Regions from separate parts of the Manis pentadactyla genome. Here region 1 is linked to region 2. The links are chromatin contacts, called in public Hi-C maps. All regions are on one chromosome and are shown on one strand. The core of a region is the stretch at or near the end of the contact, and the rest is flanking DNA. Distances in the headings are between cores, read along the strand shown. Region 1 holds the start of SMC3 (structural maintenance of chromosomes 3). Region 2 holds the start of SMNDC1 (survival motor neuron domain containing 1).

Region 1 (6,512 bases), core at 1,647-4,146, 180 kb before region 2:
TGTAACCAAATTGGTAAAATAGGTGTCTGATAATAACTAAAACAAATACTTGATCATACAGACAAAATTTAATCATCCTAGGTAATAATGGTCATTTTACAGCTCACTGACAAAATTACATAATTGACATAATTATTTCTCTAAGTTATCTACTTATAACTTGTAATTTAAAAAACTAAAATCTAGTATTCATTTTCTTCAATTTCTAAAGATTTTCGATTTTCTGTTGATGACAATCAGAAGACACTTGTCATCAAAACATAACTAAAACCCCAGTACAATCAGGCTACTCTTATGCACATCAATTAATGACTCTTCAATGGGTACATGAGGAAAAATGTATGTTTTCTTTATTCCCAACAAAGCTGTAATTGATGTATCAAGACCAGGTTTTTTTCCTTGCCCTCAATTTGAAAAATGTATTATTTATTTCAAAATAAAGTATGATTATCCAAGGTTCCCTGGGAACATCAGCATTTGGTATTTGCCCTTCACTGATTCCTATAATGAATCTCAGTTCACCCCACACCATGGACTTAATTTGTTTTGAAGCCTTCATATGGTGAAACCTTAACCCCCAATGTAATGGTATGTGGTTGGAGATGGTGGCCTTTGGGAGGTAATTAGGATGAGGTCATGAGGCTGGGTCCTTCATGATAGGATTAGTGCTCTCACAGAAGAGGAAGATGGACAGAGGAAGAAGGGGAGGGAAAGAGATCAAACAAAGATGTCTTGTGATAGAGATGGTGGCCTCCAGAACTGACCATGCTGGCACCCAGATCATGGACCTTAGCCTCCAGAACAAGGAGAAAATAAATTTCTCTTGTTTAAGCCAACCAGTCTGTATTTTGTTATGGCAGACCTAGCACACTAATACCAATATACCCTGTGAGGACAATGGATAGCAGCCGTGTAGCTGTGTTAATAGCATTCAGTACTTTTTTTGGTGTCCAAAAGCACTCCTTTCTCTATTCTTTAAAAATTCAGAACATCAGAGAACACTTGCTCGCTGTATCAGCAAAACTGTCATTACCATCTGAAGATTCTATAGACTAATTACATATGGTACAGCAACCGCCACTAGCCCTTTATCCTCACATACACTTTTTCATTTAATCTTCCCAGTGAGACAAGAGTCATTGTCCTCACTTAACAAAAAACTGGAAGAAAACTGAAGCCCCTTGGTGAGTAAAGCTTGAAAAAGAGTACAGGCCAGAACTAGGACTTGGACCCTGTCCTGTTACTTTCCCAAGTTTAAAACTCTCCCCACAAGTGTGGTCGGTCGTTATGTTGAAACAAGAAAAAAAAAGCTGACAACAATCTAATTTGGGAAAAAAAGAAAACAAAGGTCACCTTTGAAATAAGGCAATAGTCGGCATTTTGATTAAGTGACATATCATGAACAGAATAGCTCAAATGTTAAAACTGTTACTTTAAAGTCACTAAAACTTTCACACAAGGCTAACCAAATAAAAATGAGTAAGTTATGATTATCTTATCCAAGTATTTTAAACATATTAAATAACTCATCAGTGCCAAGACACAGAAATTATTTCATACAGAAAAATATATAAATATATTCATGAAATATTCAAAGACAATTCTTGTCTCCATTAAGCCTACGTATAGACCGAATTTAAGAAGCCACCGAAAAATAAATCTCATCTTGTCAATCATTAACACTTACCAATAACATTGTGTTTTGAACTGAAGGGATCTACAATTGTTTGATCTCTGTAACTTCGAAAACCCTGGATAATAACCTAGTAAAAGAGATTTCTCTCAGAACATACACAAAAAGAAGTAACTTCTAAACTAACATTTTTCTTTTGCACTTCCCTTTCTGATTTCTCATTTAATGCAAGATAGAAAACGTTCCATTTCATTTTGAAAAAGTCATTTTGGCAAGTGTGGATTAAAAATCCAAAAACAGTCCGTTTACCAGTAACCATTGCCAGTGCTCATTTTTAGGAACCTGTTCAGGACTCTCAAGTCCACCGCCTAAGTTTCATTGGAACACTAACCATCCCAGTGTTACAGTAAAAGTGTATCAAGTGGTAGGATGGCCCCAGCTTTCCTGACACACAGGCCAGCCAAAGAGGGTCCACGTTCCAATAAAGGAGCGGGAGTCCAACATATTCCAAGAAAGAAATTTCCGAAAGAGTCTGAATGGGCTCTTCTTTGTGATGGACTCTTGCGCGGGAAGACCATTTTGACAGAAGTAAACTAAATGAGGAGGCGCTACACATTCTGCAAGAAGGGAAGGTCCCTTTGCTTCTCCGGGAACTGCGGCAGAGAGACCCTGGTGAAGCAGACACACCAGCCTGCGCCCCCAGGCCGGGGACACCTCCCCTCCACACAGCCCAAGCAAAAGCCCGCGCGGGGCCATGGCCGCAGGACAACGCGGCTGCCCGGCGCTGCCACCCCCGCTGTGTCACCAGGGGCCCCGGGCCCCCGGGTCCCTCCCTCCCAAAGGCCCGCCTCGGCCCTCCGCACCTCTCCGGGCTGCAGCCTCCCTCAGGCCAGCGCCCTGCGGGGAGCCCGGGCTGCAGAGGCGCGCCGCAATTCTCCGCGCTCACGGGACGGGGTGTCCCGCACCCGCCAGCCCCTCCTGCCCCGGGTCCCCCGAGCGCGGCGGTGAGAGGCCGCGGGTCGCGCAGCGAAACCCCTGCCTCAGGGAGCGGTCTTCTCTGGCCCGCGACGGGCGGGAGGAACGCATAGGCCTTACCTGCTTTATGTACATGGCTCCGCGCCCCTTGCGGAGGAGACAACCGCCCCCAGCTCCAGAAGAACCAGCTCTGCCGCGAGGCCAGGTGAGAGGCCTACGAGACCCCTCCCCCAGAGCGCCCGGCTCCCCTCCAGCCAAACAAAATGGCGGCGCCCGTGGAGGCGGAGTCAGTGCCTCGGACGGAACCACCCTCGCGGCCCCCAGAGAGCGTAGGGGAGGTCCAGGTCAGGTCTGCTGTTGTTTTTCGGAAAAAGGAGTCTTCTACATTATCCTTAGGTAGATTTCATTTGAGTCTTCAATTTGTAGCTGAACTTTCTTGAAATTAGTCGGAAGCTTCCTTCGGAAAAGCCTTGATCGTGAGATTGGTCCGTCTATTTTCCGAGTGCTGAGCCAATGGTTGCGTCCACAGGGGGGGAAAGGTTAGGCGCCAAAGCCGAGTACGACAGTCGGAGGCCCAGTAGCTCTGAGGGCAAGTGGTCACGTGGTCTCGGGTTGTTTAAATATGCAGACCCGCAGGCGGGCGGTGCCTGCCTCTGCACCCGCGGAACGGTGGCGGCAGCCGGAGTTCGGTGTGCGGAATCCCCGCGGTTCTATTTTTCTCTCGCTCTGGAACATTTATACTTAGAATGGCCCCCACTGGCTCCTCACTGCCCCCTCTCAGGACAGCCGCGAAGGGACTTGACGCTCGAAAAATTGTTTTAATAATGTGATAATTAATACCCCAGGGGCTGCTACTGCCCTATTTTTCTATTAATGTAGGCAGGCTTGGACAATTGTAACAGAAGAGATTTAATAAGAATAATAGTTTTGTTTTTTGTTTTTTTTAGCACCCTTAAAGGTAGTGGCAGACCTGAGCATCTGATCTTTCTCAGTCTTAGGGGGAAAGCATGGTTAGAAATTGGATCTCTTGGCACCTGCACCTGATTGTCAGTAGCCTCTCCCGTCTGTCGGTCCTCCAATTGCCTGGGGCAGTCCAGCCGTATTGAACTATTTTTAATAGCCTCCCAGTTTCATCGTTGTCACCATCCCTTAGTGCTGACAGCGTCCTTTATCAAGCCCAGATCAAATCCTATCCAGCCTTTGATTAAAAGAAAAAAATCTTAAAGCATTTTTCTGGGATTTGCATCTCTAACACTGTCAATTTCTAACTGTGGGATTATAGGCATATTAATATTTAAAGTTTTAAGCTTCTATTTCCTAGCCTGTAAAATGAGAGTAGTAAGACCACTTCATATTTAGAATTAAGTATATAAGATTATCCTATATACCTAAATTAAATTACATAGGTATATAGATAAAAGCATGGTCATCAAAACATTTATGATGGTCTTCACAGTTTCACTTAGATTTTTCCATAATGAATCTTGTTCAGTTAGTTTATATAATTCATACAGGCAGAAAAACTAAAGATAAAAAAACCCTAAAATACAAAAAGGTGATTGTTTATATTTATGTATTTAGGGGAAGTCTACTGATGTCTGCAACTTACTTGGAAATGCATCATAAAACAATTGGATTAATGGATGGATAAATGTGATGAAGCAAGCATAGTAAAACATTAATGAGAAAACTGATGGAAAGTATAGGGATTTCACTAAAAATTTTAAAACTTTTTTCATAAGATTTTCATAACATTTTCAGGGATAAAAGCCCTACAAGTTCTCAAACCATCTAGCCTATTTTTGCCTCTCTGATCTCATGTGCTACTTCCTCACTACTTCTAGCCATGCTTAATGTAGCAGGTATCTACTATTTCCAGAATTTTCACTTGCCCTTCCTGATGCCTGTAATCTCTTCCTTCATATATCTGACTTTCCCCATCACCATATGTGGCAGGCTTATTTAAGATTTATGCCCCGCTGGTGAACATGCTCTGTATAATCTCCTCCTTTGGGTATGAATGGGACCTGTGAATATGATGGGATATGTATGTATGTATGTGTGTACATATGTGTGTATAAACGCCTGTTATTAGGTTGTGTTACATGATGAAAGTGAAGAAACTTCATGGATGTAATTTGGATCCCTAATCACTTGATTTTGAGTTAGTAAAAAAGGAGATTATCTTGGGGTGGGCCTGACCTAATCAGGCAAGCCCTTTAAAAGAGGGTGTCAGAGAGACTTGATCCAGAGATGATCCCTGCTGGCCTTTAAGAGATGAGCTACTGTGTTGTGGAGATGGCTGTGCAGCAGGGAATAATAGGTAGCCCCAAGGAGAAGAGGGCCTTAGTCTTAGAACTACAAGGAACTGAATTATACCAAAAACTAGTGAGCTTAGAAAAGGCCCCTGAGGCTGAGATGAAATTGCCTTCTCTGATTATCCTATGTAAAGTAACACTACCCCTTGGTCACTCACATACTCTACACTGCTTTATTTTTCTTTAGAGCACTACCTGTCTAACATTCTCTCTCTCTCTGTCTCTCTCTCTTCCTCATTCTATTTTTCATTTTCATTTATTATGTACCCCTGCTCCCACACTGGAATGTATCCTCTTGGAAAGAAGGAATTTTTGTTTACTTGCTGGTAATGCAGCGTCCAGCATAGACTTGTAATAGATTATCGATAATAACTTGGTAAGTTAATGATTCCCCAAATCATCACCAATGCAATGTTATCAAACTTTTTCATCAGAGAAAAGAAGGAGGCAGAAAACCAGATAGCTGTATTTACATGCCTCTGAGCAGAGTCTGCCAACATTCTGGAACTATCTGTAGTCTGTTGTGCTGAGGGCCTGTGTGTAGCCTTTCTGTTATTATTCTCTAGTCTTCTATTGCCTTTGGACAGTTTCACATACTTTTGTCTTATCTCACCACCCAGATTTCACACTCTTAAAGGCTGAGCTGTTGGCCACTCCCAGGTGTATCAGTCCCTTGGAATTATATAGTGATTCATACCTGCATTTGTTCATTGTTTTTCATTCATTCATTCATTTGCACAACATGTGATAATCACAGCTCCGCAACAAAGAAAGAAAATACACTTAAGCACTTCAAAGTTTATACCTAGCTGACCTTGCCTTTTGTTGCCCAGGGCACTGGGTTTGCCTTCATCCTGTGTTTGTACATTCAGAGAAGGAACCTAGGTGATCTCATCAGCCCTAGACTAGATACCCAGGTGAGCCTTAGCTACAGGCATGTATTAGGCTAAAGAATTGGAAATCATGATGGTTGGTGAGATACCTGTCTCCCTTACATAGCAAGTTGATAATAATAGTCATAACACCTATTCCATACCAGATTCTGCTAGACAATTCATGGATACTCTAACACTCTAAGCAACCCATTTAACAGGTGAAGAAATTGAGTAAGAGAAGGAAATGAAGAGGGCATTAGATGAGAAGATTTCAACACTTACTTAGCAGTGGACCTCAGGTCTTTACAACAGTATTATTCAAAGTGTATTCCATGGACCCCTGAAGCCCACACACTGCTTGTTATCAGGTCACCAGAGAGCAATGCAGAATTGAGAGTAGGAATTTAGAAGCTTTCATAGCAATCTGACATCCAAGTGCATGATCAGGGAACTTGTCTCATTGAATGAGGGACAGACTGTCCATGAGCCACATGTATTGAGAGCTGCATATATAGTAGGACCATGTTTCCATGGGTGATATTTTAAGGTTACTTGGTCAAATATAAACCAAATGTATATAAAAATCTGAGAAAATAAAAGCATTTATTTCTTTTTATAAGTTGTTTTTTTAATTAAATATAACATTTTTTGTAAAAAAAAACTATATTTAAAATTTACAGTTTAAAAATAGCTAGATTAAGAAAGCAAATT
Region 2 (7,220 bases), core at 1,611-4,110:
CTAAGAAATGCTATTTCTTTTGTGGGGAATAGTATCCATTGGGGTAACATTTTCTAAGAAATATATATATATATATATAAACAATTCTAATTCAAATTTAACATCAGAGGGCTTTTTTTTTAATTTCCAAACTTCTTTTATCTCATATTTTTATTTCTTTCCTCTTAGAGTTCTAACTAACCTAAATACAACATGTTTAACTAAATAATATATTTAACTAACATAAATATATTATTCATTTTACCTCTAGTAAACATGTTTCAAAATTATATCACCAATAGTAAGTACTATTAGCAATAATTCTATAATGTTTGAGATTTTTTTTTGTTGTTCTTTTGTCCTCAGAATATATCCTACTAAGAATTATGTAAGAGTGCTATGAAACACCACTTTCAAATAGGCCTAGAGAATGACTCTGCCATTTCTGATTCTTATAAAGTTTTAGGCTATAATCTTTCTCAAACTAAATAAATTCTTGTTTTCTGTTTTTAGTGGCATGTTTTCAGTTCTTTATTGCTACAGTGGTAGTTTTCTGTTCTTTATTGGTACAAGTAAAATACAGAATAGCTGAAAATGCATATCTTAATATTAGCAAGGCAATGCAGAGTTAAGTGAACAAATCAGGATTGCTATGATTGATGAGCACCTGCATTGGTCAGCATCCATTTAAAATTTTTTTTCTGTCAATCTTAAGTGGATGATGCCACTGGAGAGTCACCCCATAATATGGTTTCAATACACTGTACCCCCAAAACATTCAATATATCCAAAAGGCCAGTAGCTTGTCCTGCAACAAATCTCCGTGCAAACATTCAAGATACCTATTATGATTGAAGAGTGCAAACGACAGAAGCAGTTACTATGACTATGGACACATCTCTTAATTCATCACCTTAGGCATCTGTCAAGATAGCAAAATATGTGGGCAAATCTGGGGCCACTTTTACTTAGAAAAGGATACAACAAAAGCTAAGCTAAAGAATGCAATCTCCCATTTAACTAACATGCATTAGTTTATTGCATACTGCTCTGCAGTGGATCGGCACATTTCCAAAGGCAGCTTCTTTACTTCAACTTTCTTTAGTAGTGAAAGGTAAAACCATATATTCTGATGACAGTTTGGAGTCTTTAAATTTATTTGCTTACTGGGTTTCAGTAAAATAGATACCAGTTTTAAAGAACTAGAGATTTTAGATATGTTTTTGGAAGAATAAACATGATTCAATTTGAGGATATTTTAAGAAAAATCAGACATTGAAAGTAGATTTTGATACTTCAAAGGAGGTGGTAATTCAGAATGCCTATTTGAAGTATCACTCTTAGTGAAAACTTGTACTTGCTCCAGTTTTGTCTTTAATAGTACACAGAATCATTGTGAAAATAAAATAAATACATGTAAAGTGCTTAGAATGGTGTTTGGTACATAAAACTGTTACCTTTTTGTGAGAACTAAAATTCAGTATAGCTTTTCTTTCCAAATATAATCTATATGCACAGAGGGAGAGATTAAAAGCAATCCTTTAAACAAAAGCTATCAAGATGTTACAGCAATCTATACTGGAGCTTATAATAAATGTTTTCCTATTTTCTGATCTAGGGGGTTTGTGAAGAGTTCTTATTTGAGAGATTTTTACAACAACTATATAATTTATCTTATATTTGAGGAAGATCCTTCAGGCATTAGTTCTTTACAATACACAATTAGAGTAGGAGCAGTTGTGAAAAACTACGTTGTATTTGAACAAACGTCTACTACATTAAGGAAAAGTATCCTTTCTGGTTTATCTTCCCTCTTAACTCTAGCTAAACAATGCTGCCCTCTGCAGTTAAGAATTTTCAATTCTTACAAATGGACTGCCACCCCAGTCATCGTAACTTTGGTCTAGTTTCTATCTCTATAGGTTATCTGACTCTGTATGAGAGATACGTATGTATATAGAGATAAGAAATGGGAGGGCCCCTTAAAAAAAAAAGCGAGATCGCACTAAAGCAAGATGTCACAGTCCAACACTTAGCCTGAGAGGCGGGCCTTCGTTAAGGGTCCAGCAAGACTCCAGTCCCTCAGGGAAGGTTCTTCCTGGCATTCGTATAGTCTGTGTCTCAGGATTTTATCTTTTCCAGCTAATGTTTTTAATTGTTAAAAATATATATATATAATGTAAAGAATAATCAGTGAAAGGTAATCAGTGAAAACATTTGGCCTCCCCTCCAAATCTCCAGATAGATTCACGTATCCGTCCAGAAATAGATATTTTATTACAAACATAATGCACATTTCTCTTTAAACATAAACGGAAGTATTCACTCCGCTTATCATTCAAGACTGTGACTTGGAGATTGCTACCCATCAGGCGAGATTAACCTATGTAAATAATTTAAACCAAACAGGTTCTAACGAAAGTACGTTTTAAATAAATCAATCCCCCCGAGGTGGGTGTTGACAATTTGCATTGCTACTAGGACAGGGACCGCACTTTGACAACCAAACACTAGTATAAAAGCTCCGTTCCTCCTACCTCTCCACACATCTGGCCTAAGCAGGCACACGCCATTTCCCGCTGGAAACCTCAGGAAACTCCTGACAGCACCACCCCCTGAAACAACCCAAAGGCGCCCCACTCCGAACCGGAACTGAGTCGAGACGAACTCACAACCGGCGGCAGGAGAAGCCCAGTCACGCGTCTTCCTTCCTACTAAAACCCGCCCACTCGGCGTCCCTAACGCGAGTAAAGTACTGCAGCCTAGAGAGGCCTAGGAATCACGCGAGTCCAGCGAAGTATCGCGAGGGTTTTGAGCTTTCTCGCGAGATTTGACTCACTTAAGTCTTCCTTTTCCAGCGTCCGGCTTTCCACCCTTCCCCCTCACCGCCGACCCAATTCTTCCTTTTCGGACGGAGTTGTCCTTGTCGCCGCCGAGATTTTTCCTGCTGCGGCACCAGCCGCCACGAACACCACTGGGATCGTTTGCCCCGACCCCTTCCCGCCGCCCCGTCCCTAACCCCACACAAGGTAACAAGCTTGGTTTGGGAGTCAGGCCGCGCCGGGCCTCGGCCTCTCGTAAGTGGGAGCGGAGGCCTGAGGCCGAGGCGGCGGCCGCGCTCGAGAGGCCTGGGCGCCGCTGGAGTGTTAGGAGCCCCGGCCTCCTCTCCCACCCAGGTGGGCCCGGAGCGGCCGCGCACCGGCGGAGGCTTTCCGTGCCGTGGCGACGAACGCCAGTAACCCGGGGAACAGGGTGGGGTTGGGGCGCGGGAAGTCTCTTAGGGACGCCCTCGGCCGCTCCCTACGGAGCCTCTTCGGGCGGGTGGGGCTTCAGCGCCGCTGGGGTCAGATCCGTTCGGTTCTCGGTTTCCCTGGAAGCTGATACTTGATTTCCGAGGTCTGGAATGATCGGCCAAGCCGTAGAGGGCTTTGAGGTTGGGTGCCTGGGAGGAGAGCCGCCCGGCTTTCCCTAACCTATTTGGAGTCCTTCCAGATTCCAGGGTGTCTTTGGATGGTAATTGTAAGACAGAGAAGGGACCTCGGAAGCCCCGCGTTGGCTTATAAATCGAGAGAGGATCCTCTCGTATCTTATTTTAGGGTGAAGAATGAGCCAGACTGGGTGAAAGGCACGTTCCTTAGAGTGCCTAAATGGGATTTGTGCCGTTTCTTTTACTTAATATGTTAAGTGCATCGGCACTAGTTAAGTGGCTGGGTGAAAGATTTTTGCTCTGGAGCAGAGCTTCTAAATACGTTATTAATCGAATAGCTGACGTAAAGAGATGTTTGTTTGTGTAGCAAATCCACAGGCAATTTGGTTTTGGAAGTATTCTTTAGTGCCTAAAATTTTTTCCTCGACCCTTCCAACAAACAGCTTAGTGTTTTGTGTGTGTATGTGTGTATTTTGGTGAAGCTAACAACCGCCCTGTTAATTGAGGCGAATACAGTACCTTCCTGTTACAGGAGTTTAAAATTAGAGTCTCCTTTTCCCTCTTATCTTTTGTTTTCTGTTTCTGTATGAAATTTATCTGACGTTTATAATCTTCAGAATACTTTGCCTTGCAGTTTGTGGTTTGGCTCACAGCTTTTCTCTGAGCTATGTGTAAAGGTAGTGGTGATAACTAAAGCTGCAATGAGTTACAAATAAGGAGTTGGTGATTGTTAATTAATTCAGCAGAGAAATTATTTTTTATGGTTTGCTTCTGGTTCAGTTTTCATGGTCGTGCCCTTTTTATTTTCCCCAGATGTCAGAAGACCTAGCAAAGCAGCTGGCAAGCTACAAAGCTCAACTCCAACAGGTTGAAGCTGCATTGTCTGGAAATGGAGAAAATGAAGATTTACTAAAATTAAAGAAAGATTTGCAAGTAAGTATGAGGAAACATAGTTACATTGCTTGGAAGAAGTGTTTCTGTATTTTTCAAATTATTTACTAAAATCCAAAGCACCCTTTGGAGGGGGTGTCCCCCCCCCCACCTCCACCTTGTGTTTGTGTGTACATGGGTATATGTACATAAGCATACTTGGCTTATAAAAGTAGGGTTGATTCCTCAGTTTGCATACATTAAAATGAGTGAAGCATTGTTCTTTGTTATGAAAATTTTATATGCTCACTTGATTTTAAAAAAAAAGTTGATTTTAGAAGTCTCAAACTTCCTAAAGAGGTGCATACAACTTTACCATGTAAAGTGTTTTTCTCTTTAAAGATGTGGCAAAGGAAATGTAGTTCAAAGGTAACTGAAATTAAAGGAGAAAAATATAACCAGATTAAGATTCTTTTTAATGTCACAAGATTCTTTGAAGATGAGATGAGTCTATGTATGTGTGTTTCAAAGTTAGCAAGTACTATCTTGTATTGAAAACATTATAAAAATATCTAAAGATATTTGTTTTCTGCATAAATGTTACATAATATTTGAACTTAAGGCTGGGATTTATATTAACACTTGCTGAAGTTAAATTGAATTCAATGTGAAGGGGCGATGTTAATGTTTTATTATGGGAGAGTATGAAACCTGCTTTTTAAAACTTGCACTGGTGTTTCAAGACAAAGCAATATTATTAAATCTGTTGTTTCTCAGGACACTAGACTGATTAATAACACTAATGTAATATTTGTAAATATATGTGACTTCATCTTAACAAAAATGAGAACTTGAAATTCTGAGCTTGATATTTTTGAAACTTTTAAAAGGTGTTTTGATGGTCTTTACTGATTCAGTACAAAACTTGAATCATCTTAATCTTAAGTAATCTTTTCCTTCCCTTTATGATCCACTTGCCCATTATTAATATTTTAGGGATATTAGAACTGCAAACAAGTGAAATGTATTTGAAATGGGGTCCAGATTCAGGATTCTGGAAGAGCTTATCTGGGCATAATTAAGATGAGTTGGTTATTTTCAGCTTCAAATTCTGGACTTAGGATAAACTTGAATGAAATTGTAATAAATCGTGTTATTTTTAAAAACACAGAAAACAGGATCCCTCTTAAATATGTAGAAGTCCGGCCAGTAGATTTTGTGGTGCCAGTCAGAAAGAAAAAGATGTTTAGGAGCAATTTCTGCCACTCCAGACCAACTTTCTTCTTGCTTCAAAGAGATATCCTTACGTGCCCCATTTTTTTTTTTTTGTCCCCACCAATCTAAGACCAGTCCTTTTTTTCTTTGAAGAAAATAAAACATTGTGCGCCAATGGTGTATATATTACTTATTGGGCAGTGGGAGGAAAGATATATGTAACTGGTGGAGGGGCAGCTGGGAGTGAAGGTTAAAATAGCATTATTAGGAGGTCTTTTTAAATATTTTTGGAATAAATTGTCAGAGTATGGCAGAATTTCCTTACTGTGACATGATCTGTAGTGGAAATACTGTAGGGAGCGAGACCATTATGATAGGCATGTGGTTAACACATAAATGGCTTACTTATGGTTTGGTTAATAATGACCGGGGGGTCATTTATCTGTAAAACACCTTATTTTTTAGAACCATTTAAAACAGCATTGTCCAATAGAACTTTCTGTGATGATGGAAATGCTCTATATCTGCTGTGAAATACTGTAGCTACTAGCTGTATTGGCTGTTGACTATTTGAAATATGGCTAGCGTGGCTAAAGAACTGACTTTTTATTTAAATAGCCACGTGACAACCGTATATAGGATGGCACAGATTTAGAAGTTCTAACACTTCAGATAGTAACAATACAGAATGTTTTAACTTGACCAATCTTGATCACAGTTTTTTTTCCTCTTAATGTCATGGCGAAAAATTTTCATCTTGATTACTAGCTACAGATCTGTTTTAAACTGAAAACTACTCAAAAGATGGGAGGCATCATTAAGATAAGATGAAATTCTGAAGTGTTTGAATATCTGCTTGCATCTAGCAGTTATCTCCATAACTGTAGTTACAGCTTCTATTTTGTCATATAGGTTTTTTTACAATTTTTTCTTCTCTTTTTCTACTATGCTTTCTGGGATGTACCTTGTGCCACTGATACTTGATTATGTTTTTATATTTGTTAAAAAGTCTATCCAGACCCATGTCTGAGTTTGTAACCTTTTTTATTTTTTTGTGTTCCTCTTAAGGAATATTCCTTACCCTGGTTGAATTTGTTTTGCCCTTTCACTTATGACAAAACACTTTCTGCATTTTGTCATGGACTTCCATTTTGCCAGAAAGGCTTCTATGTTTATCTCTTTATGTATTGCCTTTCGTGTAGAATAAAGTTACTCAGCAGGCAGCAAATTAATCTACTGAAGTCCTAATTGCCTTTCTTTTTTCACTTAAAAAAAGTGGGTATAGTAAAATTCAGGCTAGCTAGCTGACTAAGCTCCCCAGGAGTCTATGATAATCGCAAAAATAGTCAATTTATTAGGCTGTTTTGCTGAATAAGCTGGTTCCAAAGGAGGCAGGGGTCAAGTCACTTGTCTCATATATTACAGTGGCTCTCTGCATCCCCGAAACGCCTTCCTTCAGTAAGCAGAGTGCTTGAGTGCACCCCCTTTGACCTGCTGATATGTAGATCACAACATCTGATGCTTCCTGGAATTGCCGATTACTGTAACTGCTGCCCATCTGTCAATGAAGGAGCAGTTTCAGAACTCAGACTTGGGGGAGGAAAAGTAATTAATGGTATGTACCTTTAAGAACCCCCTCATACATAAAATAGTTTCTCTAATACTTTGGTCCATATGTACATGTGAAGAAAAAAAACTTAGAAGGGTCTTCATAGTTTGTTGGGAGGGG

What was found. Hi-C and Micro-C count contacts between places; a contact is called where the count stands out from the background.
Region 1: a Hi-C map of fibroblasts shows a contact between it and region 2, with 11 times the contacts expected there. The contact joins the promoter of SMC3 here to the promoter of SMNDC1 in region 2. A contact is called at or near these places in 3 of 3 Hi-C or Micro-C datasets (blood, fibroblasts and skin fibroblasts).

The regions. Positions count from the first base shown.
Region 1 is chr8:121,807,974-121,814,485 of mManPen7.hap1, reverse strand. It overlaps SMC3 (structural maintenance of chromosomes 3), which reads right to left and starts at 2,896. Exons shown (of 29, transcript XM_057506313.1): 1 at 2,729-2,896; 2 at 1,688-1,763. The coding sequence starts at 2,743.
Region 2 is chr8:121,624,375-121,631,594 of mManPen7.hap1, reverse strand. SMNDC1 (survival motor neuron domain containing 1) reads left to right here and starts at 2,860. Exons shown (of 6, transcript XM_036899014.2): 1 at 2,860-3,008; 2 at 4,220-4,339. The coding sequence starts at 4,220. It overlaps LOC118919067, which reads right to left and starts at 4,193. Exons shown (of 4, transcript XM_057505390.1): 1 at 4,176-4,193; 2 at 2,819-3,279. The coding sequence starts at 4,193.